Linked DNA regions of Mus musculus: region 1 is linked to region 2. The links are chromatin contacts, called in public HiChIP or PLAC-seq maps. All regions are on one chromosome and are shown on one strand. The core of a region is the stretch at or near the end of the contact, and the rest is flanking DNA. Distances in the headings are between cores, read along the strand shown.

Region 1 (6,805 bases), core at 397-2,896, 130 kb before region 2:
ATATTCACCCCCATGGTTCAATCCACATTTCGCTTCAGCTAGGAAAGATGGAGGGGGAAAAAAAACGCTTCCCATTCAAAGCAGAGTTGTCAAATATTCTTCAATCATCTTTCTAGAAGCTCTGCTTGCCTCTCTGGCTGTATGCTTGGCCCCAAACAAGAGAACCCAACTCAAATGCTAAAGTGAAAGAGAGGAATATTGAGCTGTCTGTCACTTGAATCTTCTGGAAGCCCAGCTGAGGAAGGGGAAACCAACCTTCTCTTCCCCAACTTTAACACATCATTAAGAGGACAAACAATGGCTACTTAGGGATGCTGGATTCCTAACAGATGATGAAGACTTAGGTCCTTGGTGTAGACCAAATATTTATATAGTATCTTCCCAGTCTTAATTCCTTCCTGATTCTTCCATTCATCCCTTCTTTCTGTGTCATCCAAAGCAGCCCCTATCCCCAAAGACTGAGCTCCAAGTGAGTGCCCTGTCGGGGAATCCTCCTAGGACCCCATTACAGACAGAGACACCCTCTCTCCTCTGGCCTTGCAGCACTTTATTCAGCTCTGCTTTGTTATTATCTCTCCTACAGAGGGCAAATATAACTGTTCCCATTCCTACACAGTGCCAAGCACAGAGCTAGATACAGAGGTACCCAATCAGCAGCCCCCTCGTCAAAGAGCAGAAAGTTAGCTGAGGGTCAACGGGGAAATCTATCAACTGGTAGATAAATGGGACATTATAAGCTGGTGTACATATAGGATAGAATATATACAGCAACTTAAAAAACAACAACAAGACATTCGATGCCATGCATAAACCTCAAAAACACAGACCTAAGTAAAAGACCCAATTAGGAAAGAGCCCAGAGGCCAGATGTGATGGTATAACCTTGTTGCTTTGGCACTTGGGAATGGAGCCAAGGAGGATCCGGAGCTCATGGCTAGGAGGATCCAGAGCTCAGGGCTAGCTACATAGTGAGTCCAGCCTGGACTGCATGAGAAACTGTGTCAAAGGGGTGGGTTGGAATAGACAGAGGGAGCAAAGGGGAAAAGGTAGAAGGGGGGATAGAGAGCAGGAAAGAGGAGCAGGGGACAGAGAGAGAAAGAGAAAGGGTATATTGCCTAATGAACTTATATGAATCACCCAGACTGGGAAAATCTAGAAAAAGCAAGTTGAAGTCTGTGGCTTATAGACTGATGAGGGGAAGAAGGGGAAGGCCTGTCTTAACAAAGCATCCCAAATTAAGTGGCTCAAAACCCAGACGTTTATAACCACAGTCTGAGGTTAGCAGGGTCATGTTCCTATGGTGACTGCAGACATGAGAGACAGAGACAGAGACAGAGACAGAGACAGAGAGAGCCCTTCCCAGCCTGGTTCCTTCTTTTTTCCCCATCTAATTTTATTTTAAGACAATCAAGAGCAATAGCATGTAAGGTTTTTAACTTTTTAAATCTTGTCATGTCAGCAAATGGCTAGGGGAGTAAAGGCACCTGCTGCCAAACCTGATTACCCAAGTTCAATCCCTCTGTCCCAAAGGGTAGAAGGAAAGAACTTGTGGCATTAGAACTCAGTTCTTTGCATGTCTGTGTCCTGACTCCCTTTCTATACGGAATCCAGTCACCCTGCATTAGGAGTCCACCTTACTCATCTTAACAAAATACATGTGACTCAATTTCCAAATAAGATTACTCAGGAGTCAGGCTCCAACATAAGCATGTAGGCAGATAACGATGCAATTCAATCTGTAACACTGCTAATGGGTTCTTCCTGGAATGAAGGAAATGACTCTAGGTTAGATTATGGTGGTAGCTGCCCAATGAAAAAAATACCAAACTAATTGTCTTAAATGAGTAAGGTAAATGGTTGTCGATGCACAGTTGGTATCAACAAAGCTATGTGAAATAGAAGTAGAAATGCTTGGGTTTCAAAGGATACCATGGATGGGATCATGGGAAAAAAGCGTGTAAAGGTATAGAGAGGCCAATGGCAATCTGCCCCCAGAAATGCAAGTGTGACTGGCAAGTTCCCTTGACCCGATCCCCATCTGTCAGGGAAGTGCTGTCCTGACTAGACCCAGGTGTGACCAACTCATGCTTACTTCATGAGGTCTCGCCATGTTAGACTAAATCCCCTCAGACCCAAAGCCATGAAAGCCTCCCTCCATATGTTGCTTCTTCCCAGGTATTTCATCACAGCAGTGAGCAAAGCAGTTAGTAAAACAACTATTAAGGATCGGCGGCGGCGGCGGCGGCGGCGGCGTTTTGTAAACCTGATCACTTTTCAGGCTCACAAATTGAAATTTGAATTGTGAACTAACAATTGTGAAGTGTTACTTGTCAGGGAGGGCTGGAAAGATGGCCAAATGGTAACAACACCGACTACTTTCCCAAAGGTCCCAGGTTCAATTCCCAGCACCCACACATTGGCTCACAAACACTGTTAACTCCAGTCCAAGGGAAACTAATGACTTCTTCTGGCCTCTATGGGAACTACATATACATAGTACACAGACATGTATTCAGGTAAACACTCATACACATAAAAGAAAAATAAATAAGTAAACCCTCAAAAACTAAAATTAAATTTAAAAATACAAGATAACTGTGTCGTTATCTTATATAAGTAGTCAATATAATATCACATAAACATTTTTAAATGATCCTAAGTACATATGGAAATGTATCCATAATATATTCTCACAGACATATACAAGTGAAATGGTACAATCTTCAAATATAACCACCATATGTTCTTATAACTCTATCAGTCCTATAGAAAGATCTGACAAACACTTAAAGACTCTTACACCTGTCACTGCAGTGTTATTTGTAGTAACGAGAGATCAGAAACTCGACTCTCCCTTACTAGAAAAACAGTAACTTCTGATCCATCTTAATCACCATGGACTCCTGTGTCTCCATTTATAAAGAATAAAAATAGGGCTGGGACAGTAGCTAGTGGATTATTGAACTTATTCTGCAAGCATAAGGATATAATTTCAAACCCTCAACACCTGTGCAAAACTCCAGGCATAGATATTCATGCCTGAAAACTCAAATTTTGGTTTGGAGACAAGATCCCAACAGTTTACTAGCCAGCCCAAACAGCAAGCTTCCAGTTCAGCGGAAGATCCTATCATGTGTAAGACAATGAAGATGACACCCAATGTGGGACTTCTCATTTGTATACATAGGTTCATGTACCCATACACTTACCTGCACATACTACACACATACCACATACCAATAAGACAGACAGAGAGACAGACAGACACACACACACACACACACCACTACAGATGGACTAATGTGGAAAAATGCTGATGGCAAATGTCTTACTTTGCTACCTATTGCATAACAAACAAAAGCAACCAGGGAAGGAAAGGATTTATTCCACCTTATAGTTCATAGTCTGCTATGAACTTCAAGCAGGAACCTAAAGGCAAGAATGGAAGCAGAGACCATGGAGGAATGAATGGTGCCTACCGGCTTGCTCTTTTGGGATTTGTCAACTTGCTTTCTGATACAACCCAGGACCACCTACCTAGGGCTGGCACCGCCCATAGTGGGCTTGGGCCTCTCATGTCGATTATTAATCAATAAAATGTTCCACAGGCCAATCTGATGGTAGTGTGTCATCAATCCAGGTTCTCTTTTCCTAAGTGACTCTAGTTTTTACCAAGAAGACAAAAAAACAAACAAAACAACAACAAAAAACTAAGCTAGCACAACAAATAATTTTAAAGTTATACATTAAGTATGATCTCATTAAAAAAAGAAACCCATAACTTCAATATTTATATAGTTTTTGGCCCCAAAATAACATTGAATGGTTTCTGATAATGCCCATGTTATATTTCCAAGGGAAATACAATAGGTCTTAAAATCAAGGACCCAGTAGGACTCCATTTGGGTAAACATACAGAGTTAAGCAAGTCTGTGTAAAACATGAAGCTCATGGTAAGAGCTCATCCCCTGGGCTGTTGTGATCTACAGATCAACAGCCTGGTGAGTAAGTATGCTCACAGTCCATAACAGTCCCCAATGTCTTCCAAGTCCCCAGTTCCCCTTAGCTCCGCAAGGGTCCATCTGAGGCCACCGGGGCAGCTGACAGCTTCCTCCCATTCATTTTACCCTGGCTCCCAGTGAAGGGGCAGCCAGAAGAACTAAGCTGGAGACAAAAGACGAGGTACACATCCTTCCTTGATGTGCGGGCAGCCCTGGCTGCAAGCCCAGGGAAGAGATAGGGACAGAACTGGTAAGCCCATCCCCACCGCCTTATCAGGAAGGTTCAGGCCTCAATATGAGAGTCCTGGGGACTGACTCCACAGGCCCAGAAAGAGGTACAGTTGGGCCCACACAGGAGACGGCTGTTACGATTCATGTTTGTGATACAGTTAGGTCAACCTGGGCATGGCTGGAGAGCAGAAGTGAGTTTCCTTCCTGGGGCAGTGGATTTTAAGGTCAACTCTTCTTCTTGCATTTGGGGAATCAGCTCTGGGGAATTCCCTCTTACATCATTCCTCACTGTTTTCCTGACCCTGCAGAATACAAATAATAATGGCTATTTATTGCACTTACAGCGTGCCAGGCACTGAAAGCTCCTTAAGGTCATTACATCATTGAAATCTATCCATAGTCACTGCGACTAGCTATGGTATGGATAAGGAAACAGAGGTTAGAGAACTTGGCAAAGCCTACGCCTTGTCTTGTTTCCTCATCCTACTGCTGTGATTAAAAAAAAAATACACCCCTGGAAAAGCAACTTAAGGGAGAATTAAGAATTTATTTTAGCCTACAGTGCATGGGTATGTCCATCATGGTGGGGAATCCAGAGCAGGGGGACTTGATGCCACCGGTCACGTCACATTCAAGTAATAAACTGTCTCCATCATAAGAAAGCTAAGGGCTATGAATGCATATCACTGCTCAGCTTCTCCTCTACAAACATAGCTCACAGCGAACGGTGCCGTCCATGGTGGGTGGCCTTTCCACCCCAGTACAATCAAGATAATTCCCCATAGGCATGGTCAGAGTCCTGTCTTTTAGGTGACTCTAGACTCTGTCAAGCTGATAATACTAGCCTTCACACCTTCTACAGACAAGAGGAGCCAGGCTCTGGTCCATACCAGTCTGAATTATCCCTATCACATTACATGGACATTCTAGTTCCAGTCAAGGCTTGGGAAGAGAGAAGGTGGTAATTTGAATGAGAATGGTCTCCACAGGCTCATAGATTTGAGTGTTTTGTTCCCAGTTAGCAGAACTGTTAGGGAAGGATTAGGAGGCGTGGCCTTGTTGGAGGAGGTGTGTCACTGGGGTAGGCTTTGAGGTTTTAGAAGCCCATCCCTGGCTCTGGTTTTCTTTTCTCTGCCTGCAGCCTAACGTTCCGATGTGAGCTCTTAGCTACTGCTCCAGAGCCATTGCCCGCCTGCCCGCCCTGCAAACTCAAATCCCCTACATAAGGAGTATGGAGTAACCCTCTGAGGCTGTGGGCAAGCTTCCAATTAAATACTTCCTTTTAATAAGTTGCCTTGGACACGGTGTTTTACCACAGAAGGGGAACCGTAACTGAGACACGAAGAAAGGAAAAGACACAGTGAAGATGCTAGGCACAGTGTTAACCAAGAAATGTTCAAAGCACACTAAGTCAGAGAGGCACAACGGTTCAGTGGTTAAGAGGCTTGGACTTTGGGGTGGGAGCAACAGTTTACTCAGGAAAGTGCTGGACAAACGTGAAGACCTGAGTTCGGTTCCCAGAAACCATGCTTTTAACATGCACACATGGGGGCAGAGGTTTGCAACCCCAGTGCTAGGGAGGAAGAAACATCTGGATGCCTGGGCACCTCTGGCATACTTGCCGAGCTCCAAAACACAGACCTGACTCAAAAGAACAAGATGCATAGCTCCAGAGGAACAACACCCACAGTTGGCTTGTGGCTTCTATACATCCTGCATTAATGTGCACAAATATGAATCTGTATACACACATAAATACATACACAGAGAGAGAGAGAGAGAGAGAGTGTGTGGGGGTGGGGGCAGAGGGAACTGACAGAGAGACAGAAACAAACCAGCAGGCAGATAGACAGAATGACTGACTGACTGACTGACTGACTGACTGACTTAGACCAATTTGGACTTTGGACTCAAACAGACCAGACTCACATTTATCTCTACCTCTCACCCTGGTGAACTTGAAAACATAATATTTCAGAGACCCCTTTTGCAAACAGACTAGCATAGGTCCCTATATCTCATACAGTGACTGTGATAATGGCACTAACCAGCTATGTAAAGGCTGCAGACCAGACCGGTTACGTCCATTTGCAGTGAGGAGTGTTACTGCTGTCACCATTATTAACATCCAACCACCATCCCTAGTTACCCTCCCCCCTAAGTTCTTTAGCAGAGTGGACTCTTATCAAGAGACGGTTCCCAGAACTTAAGAAAGACTTGACAGGTAACAAACACACAGGTTTCTCAATATGTTTTGTGCTTCTCATTTTCTCAGTGGTAATGCCTTGCATCATCAAGATTTTCAGAAAAGATGTTCTAGAAGGAAGTGGTAGATAAAGGCTTGAAAACCCAGCTACCTGGAAGGCTGATGTAGGAGCAGTCAGTCAAGGGCATTCTGGACAACTTAGTAGAAAAACCTGTCTGAAAAATGAAAAGTAAAAAAAGAAAGCTAAAGACATAGCTCAGTGGATGAGTGCTGGGCTAGCAGATGAGGCTCTCAGTTTAGTTCCCAGTAACACACACACATAACCACACAGACACACACACATACATATACACACAGACACACACAC
Region 2 (6,925 bases), core at 893-3,392:
TCTCTCTCTCTCTCTCTCTCTCTCTCTCTCTCTCCCCCTCTCCCTCTCCCACTCCCTCTCCCTCTCTCTTCCCCTCTCTCTCTCTGTCTCTGTCTCTGTCTCTGTCTCTCTCTCTCTCTCTCTCTCACACACACACACACACTGGTCTCCTTGGGTACACATGAATAAACAATTAATAATAAAAGAAAATTATTTAAGAGAAAAAAAAATAGACTATTGCCTGGATCACACTCGAAAAGATTCTGTGAGCAGCCTGGGAACTGACAATTTCAAGTTTATCCTCCGAGTTTAACGTATGGAGAAGACTGTGGCCCACTGGAGTAATACTTGAGTCAACTGTTAGAAATCCTGTTTGTGTCTGCCATGCTGCACTGCCCAGGATCTCCAGTGGCTGTTGGTTTTAGGAAAAATCAATAGGAGACCAGCTGAAGGTGGCAAGTGCTCTCGTTTGTGACTGTGCCTTTCATCTTGTGACTAGCAAACAATCTGAGGGCCAATGCCACCAGACTAGGGAGTCTTTCACTAATTCTAGAGATCACAGCTTTAGCATCCATTAGTGATCCACGTTTGAGTTAATTGTTTCAAAGATGTTTATAAACAAAACAAAAGAACAAAACTGATTCTCTGAGCCCACCATTCTGTGTTTGAAACTAGCCGGCACTCTTTTGTAAAAGGCTTCCTCTCATCAACTGGCATTGAATTGTAGTTCTATATAAAAGACAAGAAAAGGGCCTTGTTCCCTTTAATAATCAATTGCCAGTGTAAGAAGTTAGTGTAACAATACTTCCAAAACTATCCATGAACTTTCCTCTCTTTGAGTATTGTTATGTTGCCTGGGCCTTCACTTATTCCATACATGATAATCACTCACTGTTGTTCTGATACTCAAATCACCTCAGATTTGCTCAGTGGCAGCACTAGTCCTCTGGGCTCATTTTGTCACTTCGTCTTATTACTCCTAGCAGTTCTTTCCCTTCTGCCACAACATGTGCCCCAGTCTCATTTTGTGTTTTCTGTGACTCATCTAACTAGGAGGCAGTCACTTCTTCTAGGAGTATACTCTAGTGGAGAGAGGTGTTAGCAACCACGAATTGTATGCCTATTGCTTTCAGGGTATCATTTCATCTGTGCCCAGTGGGCAAAGCTAGGAAATGCATTTTAAAACAATCCTGAGTTCAAGAGTGGGCAGATGGCCCTGTAATTATTATGTTTGCCAGGCAAGCGTAGAAATCCAAAGTCAAATTCTCAACATTCAGATATAAAGTGGGATGTGGAAGCTTATACCCATCAGCCCCAGTGTGAGATAGGCAGAGAGAGGAGGCTCCCTCAAACTTGCTGGCCATCTAGTGACTTCTAGGTCAACCAGTGAGAGCCAGGATCAGTGAAAGGCAGTCTTAAAATTAAGATGAAGGGGGATTGACGAAGATACTTGATGTCTTCCTCTGACCTCCACAGATGCACATAAACTCACCCACACACATACAAAATCTTTTAATAGTGATGAGTACAAATTTTAAATTCACCTAATGACATATGGCAGGGTAACCTGCCTCTGGTATTCACTTTTGGAAAGCCTGAGAAAGGAAGGACACACCATGTGGCTTCCAGGGATCAAAGTTATCACACCTGGCATCAAGCATCTTTACAGACTGAGTTGTCTTGCTGGCCCTTTCTTTGTTTAAATCACACTTTACTGGAACAACCACTAAATAACTCTAGAAAAAAAAAAAAAAAAACCAAACAGGGTCAATGGAAGAAAATACAAAATTGTACAGATGATCAATTTCTATTTTATGTTCCTTGTTTAAACTTACCTAGAAGAATCTAGAAGATCCTCCCCACCCCATCCCCGAACTATAAAGTGATAATTTAGTGTATTTCATCTTAGCAAGGAATTTAGAAATGCTACTTAGAAATGCTTTATAAATGCTATTTAGAAGTACAAGACAAAAAGGTCACAACTATACTTTTAAACTTGGTCACAAAACAACATCTGATAGCTTGCGATTTGCTGCCTACGGGGTAACAGACAGGCACCCACAGCCCAGAAGAACACGCCTGGCAGCCAGCTGAGTTGAAGGCAATAGAGTCAATAGAGAAACCTCCACCGTGGCTAGAGCGGCTCTGACAGCGACAGGAACTTCCGGGGTGGGGCCCGTCCATTGCTTCCTTATGGCGAATGTGGGCTTTCCGCACAGCGAGGATCGGCAGTCTTTTGGCTGCTACTTCCGTTATTTTAAGACGGTGCCTGAGATTGGGGGTGGCCATGGCCAAGAGCAAGTTTGAGTACGTGCGGAATTTTGAGGTTCAGGACACATGCCTGCCGCACTGCTGGGTGGTGGTGCGGCTGGACGGCCGGAATTTCCACCGGTGAGCTGGAGGGGCGGGAGACCGCGTGGTGCGCCCACACTTCCGGGAAGTGCGCCTCTCGTAGTTACCGGGGTAACGCGACAGCCAATGAACACTCAGCATTGAGCGTCGCCTGAAGGACTTGCTAGGTGGTTGAGATATTTAAAAGGAACTGGGTACTGTAATTGGTGAAAAACCCGTGCTACTTTAGCTGAAACCAGTTTGCAAGAACTTTGTGTGTGTGTGTGTGTGGGGGGGAGGTGTCATTTCTCGGTCCACTACTTAAACTTCAGTCACACGTGCGACCCTTTTGTTATTTTTGAGAGTTGTTAAGAGGCCCGCATAAGCCTAACTGTGGTCATGAGTTGATAGTATGTCCCGTTCTCATAGTCAGCTTCATATTACATGAACTGACTGCACTAGAGTCAGGAAGAAAAAAGGAGAGTAAACTATTGGGGACTTAATTTCAATAAAGGGCTATGTTATTCGTTATTACCATTTTATAGCTGTTTAAGTACATAGAGCTATAGTAATGTTTATTGAGCACTTAGTAAGAGCATTTTGATCTCCTAATCAGCAATACAACCTGATAAGGTAATAGTGTTCTCAATTCACCCAGTAAGGTGAAACTTCACAGAAAAGTGGATTGAAGCCTAGCAGTTGTATCCCTTTTTGTCAGTGTGTCAAAGTAAGAAAGAAAAACGTGTTTTTTTTTTTTTTCTGTACATGCTTATGCGTAAGTTTAGGGTTAATGTTGGGTGTCCCTCCTCAGAGCTGTCCTCCTTGTTTTTCTTGAGACAGTCTCTCATGGAACTTCCTTGGAACTCACCAGATACTCTAGCCTGGTGGTCATCTAGCCCCAGGAATCCTGCCTCCACCTCTCCAGCACTGGGATGACAAGCAGGTGCCACCAAGCCCCCACCCTGTTTTATGTTTTGGGGCTAGAACTTGGTCCTGACAGTTTACCTACTGAGCTATCTCTCCATCTCTCTTAACTGCCTCTGTGGATGGTGTTGGTGATGACACTCTCCACCGCTTGTGCCCCTCTCTTTCCTCTATGAAGGTTTGCTGAGGAGCACAACTTTGCCAAACCTAATGACAGTCGGGCCCTCCATCTGATGACCAAATGTGCCCAGACAGTAATGGAGGAGCTGGAGGACATTGTGATTGCGTACGGCCAGAGTGACGAGTACAGCTTTGTGTTCAGGAAGAAGAGCAATTGGTTCAAAAGAAGAGCCAGGTGAGCTTCAAAACCAGCCTCCGCTAGGATGCTCTCCCGTTCTCTGCTCCTCTGTTTCTCATGGCGACAGCTGAGATCCTCAAAGTTGTGGGTGATGCTGCATTTACAGAGTGTACATGTCCTATTTTGACTGTTTCCTTCCAATGAGATCTGAAAATTCTTGTGCTGTGTATTTTTTTTAAGATGCTTTCTTTATTTAATTCTTTTCCTTCTGTATCCTGTCAATCCAGCTTCCAGACTGACCTATTGAATAGTTAGACGGATAAGCAGAGACTTAAGCAGAGACTTTGAGAGAAAAATAGAGTACTGGTGATTCATGGGTAGCATTGCAGGGTCACTCTTTCCATGTATTAAAGAGTTATTTAAACTTTTTAACAAGGAGATCCATCTTATATTGAATTTGGTAGTATACTGAAACTCTTTGGGGAATCAAATTATATGATGAATTGGTATGTCTTCAAAATAATGGTCCCCTTTCTTCCAAGACGGAAAACAATACCATACCCACAAAACAACAATAAGAAAATCTTGAATTATAAATGTATACCAAGTCCTATGGAGAGAGATTTGGTGTTAGTGAGTGTGCTGGCTAGTTTTTTGTCAGTTTGACATAAGCTAAAATTATCTGAGAGGCAGGAACCTCAATTGAGAAGATGCCTTCATAACATCAGGCTGCAGGCAAGCCTGTGGGGCACTTTCTAAATTAGTGATTGGTGGGGGAGGGCCCGCCCACTGTGGGTGGTGCCCTTCCTGGGCTGGTGGTCCTGGGTTCTGTAAGAAAGCAGACTGAGCAAGCCATGGGAAGCAAGCCAGTAAGCAGCATTCCTTCATGGCCTCTGCATCAGCTCCTGCCTCCAGGATCCTGCTCCCTTTGAGTTCCTGTCCTGATTTCCTTCAGTACTGAACAATGATGTGAAAGTATAAGCTGAATAAACCCTTTTCTTCTCAACTTACTTTTGGTCATGGTGCTTCATCATAAGTCAGTAAGTAGTTTAAGTAGAGGCTGACTCCATTGAAAACATATTAAAAGTTTCTCTTAGCTGTCTGGGAGCTTTGTATAATCTCTCTATTGTATCTGCAGATCCAGTCTTGGCGTGGAATTAATACCAAATACTTTCTCTTTTCTTGTTCTGCCCAATGTGTCTTACAAGTAAGTTCATGACTCTCGTGGCCTCCCAGTTTGCCTCCAGTTACGTATTTTACTGGCGGGATTACTTTGAGGACCAGCCCCTTCGGTATCCTCCAGGATTTGATGGGAGAGTCGTGTTGTATCCTAGCAACCAGACTTTGAAGGACTACCTCAGCTGGCGACAGGCAGACTGTAAGTGGTACCAAGTACACAGTTTGAATCAAACCTACCAAACCTGTGCATTAAAGCTGAGGGTCTCATACAAGTTTGCCTCATTAGTACATTGTTGGAGTCAAGTGTCTTTTAAAAGTTGTTTGTTTGTTTGTTTGTTTTCATTTAATAGAGCCTTTCTTTATAGCCCAGGCTGACTTTCAATCCTGCTGTATAAGGCCTGTGTTAGAGGATGTGTCCCACTACACCAAACTGTCTCTCACACTCTAATTAGTTAACAGTATTTGAAAACTCAGGAGATTTTTGTGGGAGAATTATCTGTAGTTGTTTGTTCTGTTGTTGTTGTGTGCATGGTGTGTGTGCACATGCATGTTTTGTATATGAGTGCATGTGTACATGCATGTGCTTATGTGCACTGTTGCAGAGCCTATACAAGTGTTGCAGAGCCAGAGGAAGGAATGGGCTGTCCTGCTCCATCACTTTGTTCTGTCTTATTCCGTGACTGAACCTGGAGCAAGTCTGGCAGCTGGCAAGCCCCAGAGATCCTCTTAGAAGAGCTCTGGGGTTTCTGGGGTTCCAGGTGCACGTGGCTATGCCCAGCTTCTTACACGGGTGCTGGGATCCAATCTCAGGTCCTCCAGCCTGCACAGCAAGAACTCTTACCCATTTAGCCACTGTTTCTTTAGAAGATAAGTACATTTCCACTCCATTCATGCAGAGCCTGTGTGATCCCAGCTCCCTTATTGGTTTGCAACACACTCATGAAGTCATAAGCTGCACAGTCCCTGCCATTCCCCTGGGGTTACCTTGGCAACTATTTCTAGGACGAACACCTAAGTCAGCAGATTTGCATTAGGCATTACTGAATGACCATGTGAAGTTGTTTTCAGGAAGTTAGTTTACGTGCCTACCCCTTTCCCTGTCTGTTCCCTTTGTAGGCAGACTGGGGAGCCGCTGTCTCTGAGATCTTTGTACTTTAAAGTGGAGAGAAGCTGGGTTGTGATATTCCTGGAAACATAAGTAGTCTATATGTAAAACAAAGTGAATATGCTATAGTATATAATATTATACATTTGTAAGGATAAGATTCAGTATATATAAATGTTATTTTGTTTTTCTCACAGGTCACATCAATAATCTTTATAATACAGTTTTCTGGGCCCTTATCCAGCAGTCTGGACTAACACCAGTCCAAGCCCAGCAGAGATTAAAGGTATAAAGATCCTACAACAGAAATGCGGTTGAGGACACTTGCTCTGGTCACTGCTGGCATTTCTGGAATGTTCCCTTTTGCTCCTTAGCTTCCTTTGCAGCTCTGTTTGGGAAGGATAGGAAGCTCTCAGCAGCAGAAGCTCCTGCCTTGCTTGTGGTCAGCAGAGTCGGTTATTACTTCTCCTGGGGCCACTGTGCCGGCCTGCTTACACTTGGCTGCGATTGCATCTTGGTTCCTCCCCTCTTTAGACAATGCATGTGCTCTTTTCCTCAGCCCCTGGAAAACCTTCCCTCGTGCCGTATCCTGTTGGACTATTATAAAGCCCCTCCCACCCCCCAATAAAGTGAGAGTCGGTGCTGACAGTCATCTAGCCTTACTCTGTGTATCTCTGCTTTAGGAAAGTTTAGGGTAATAGTTCTTACCTCCTAGGCTTATAGAAAGTGCATGCCTTGATGTGTTCAAATGCACGGAGAAGCCCGTGCTCAGTCAGTACTGGCCTGCCTTCGTGGAGAACACTGCTGCCTGTGGGATGACTGGTCCTTCAGTGAGGTGATGTCCTGAGACAGGTCCTGATACAGTGTCTTCTACATAGTGATTACTGAGGTAGTCGTGGTCTTTACTAATAGTATCAATAGTGAAGGCTTACCTATTAACACCAGTGGGAATGCCAGCAGCCATGTCCAGGTAGAGCCAAAATCAGATTTTGCTTCCTTTTAGAAAAGTAAAGACAGTTGGGCAGTGGTAGCATGCACCTTTACTCCCAGCTCTTGGGGGTCGGAGGTCGGGGGCACAGGCAGGCAGATCTCCGAGTTCAGGCCAGTGT

The links. HiChIP or PLAC-seq counts read pairs in DNA pulled down with a chosen protein or histone mark.
Region 1: an H3K27ac HiChIP or PLAC-seq map of embryonic fibroblasts shows a contact between it and region 2, with 3 times the contacts expected there. The contact joins the enhancer-like site here to the promoter of Thg1l in region 2. A contact is called at or near these places in 1 of 39 promoter capture datasets (fetal liver), 3 of 484 Hi-C or Micro-C datasets (CD4 T cells, the G1E-ER4 cell line and embryonic fibroblasts), 5 of 115 datasets of contacts at active chromatin or transcription factors (embryonic fibroblasts, embryonic limb bud, embryonic stem cells and 1 more) and 2 of 9 other capture datasets (adipose tissue and liver).

What each region holds. Positions count from the first base shown.
Region 1 is chr11:46,075,397-46,082,201 of GRCm38.p6, reverse strand. All of the region lies in intron 3 of Adam19 (a disintegrin and metallopeptidase domain 19 (meltrin beta)), which reads right to left. Among named protein-coding and RNA genes, the nearest start is that of Adam19, 23 kb to the right of the region's middle. Within about 2 kb of position 1,646, at least 19 of the 459 cell types and tissues checked have an H3K27ac peak or open chromatin away from gene starts, as enhancers often do. A contact at or near this core is called in embryonic fibroblasts, where this site is marked.
Region 2 is chr11:45,950,720-45,957,644 of GRCm38.p6, reverse strand. Thg1l (tRNA-histidine guanylyltransferase 1-like (S. cerevisiae)) reads left to right here and starts at 2,142. Exons shown (of 6, transcript NM_001080969.3): 1 at 2,142-2,370; 2 at 3,413-3,589; 3 at 4,741-4,910; 4 at 6,014-6,102. The coding sequence starts at 2,180.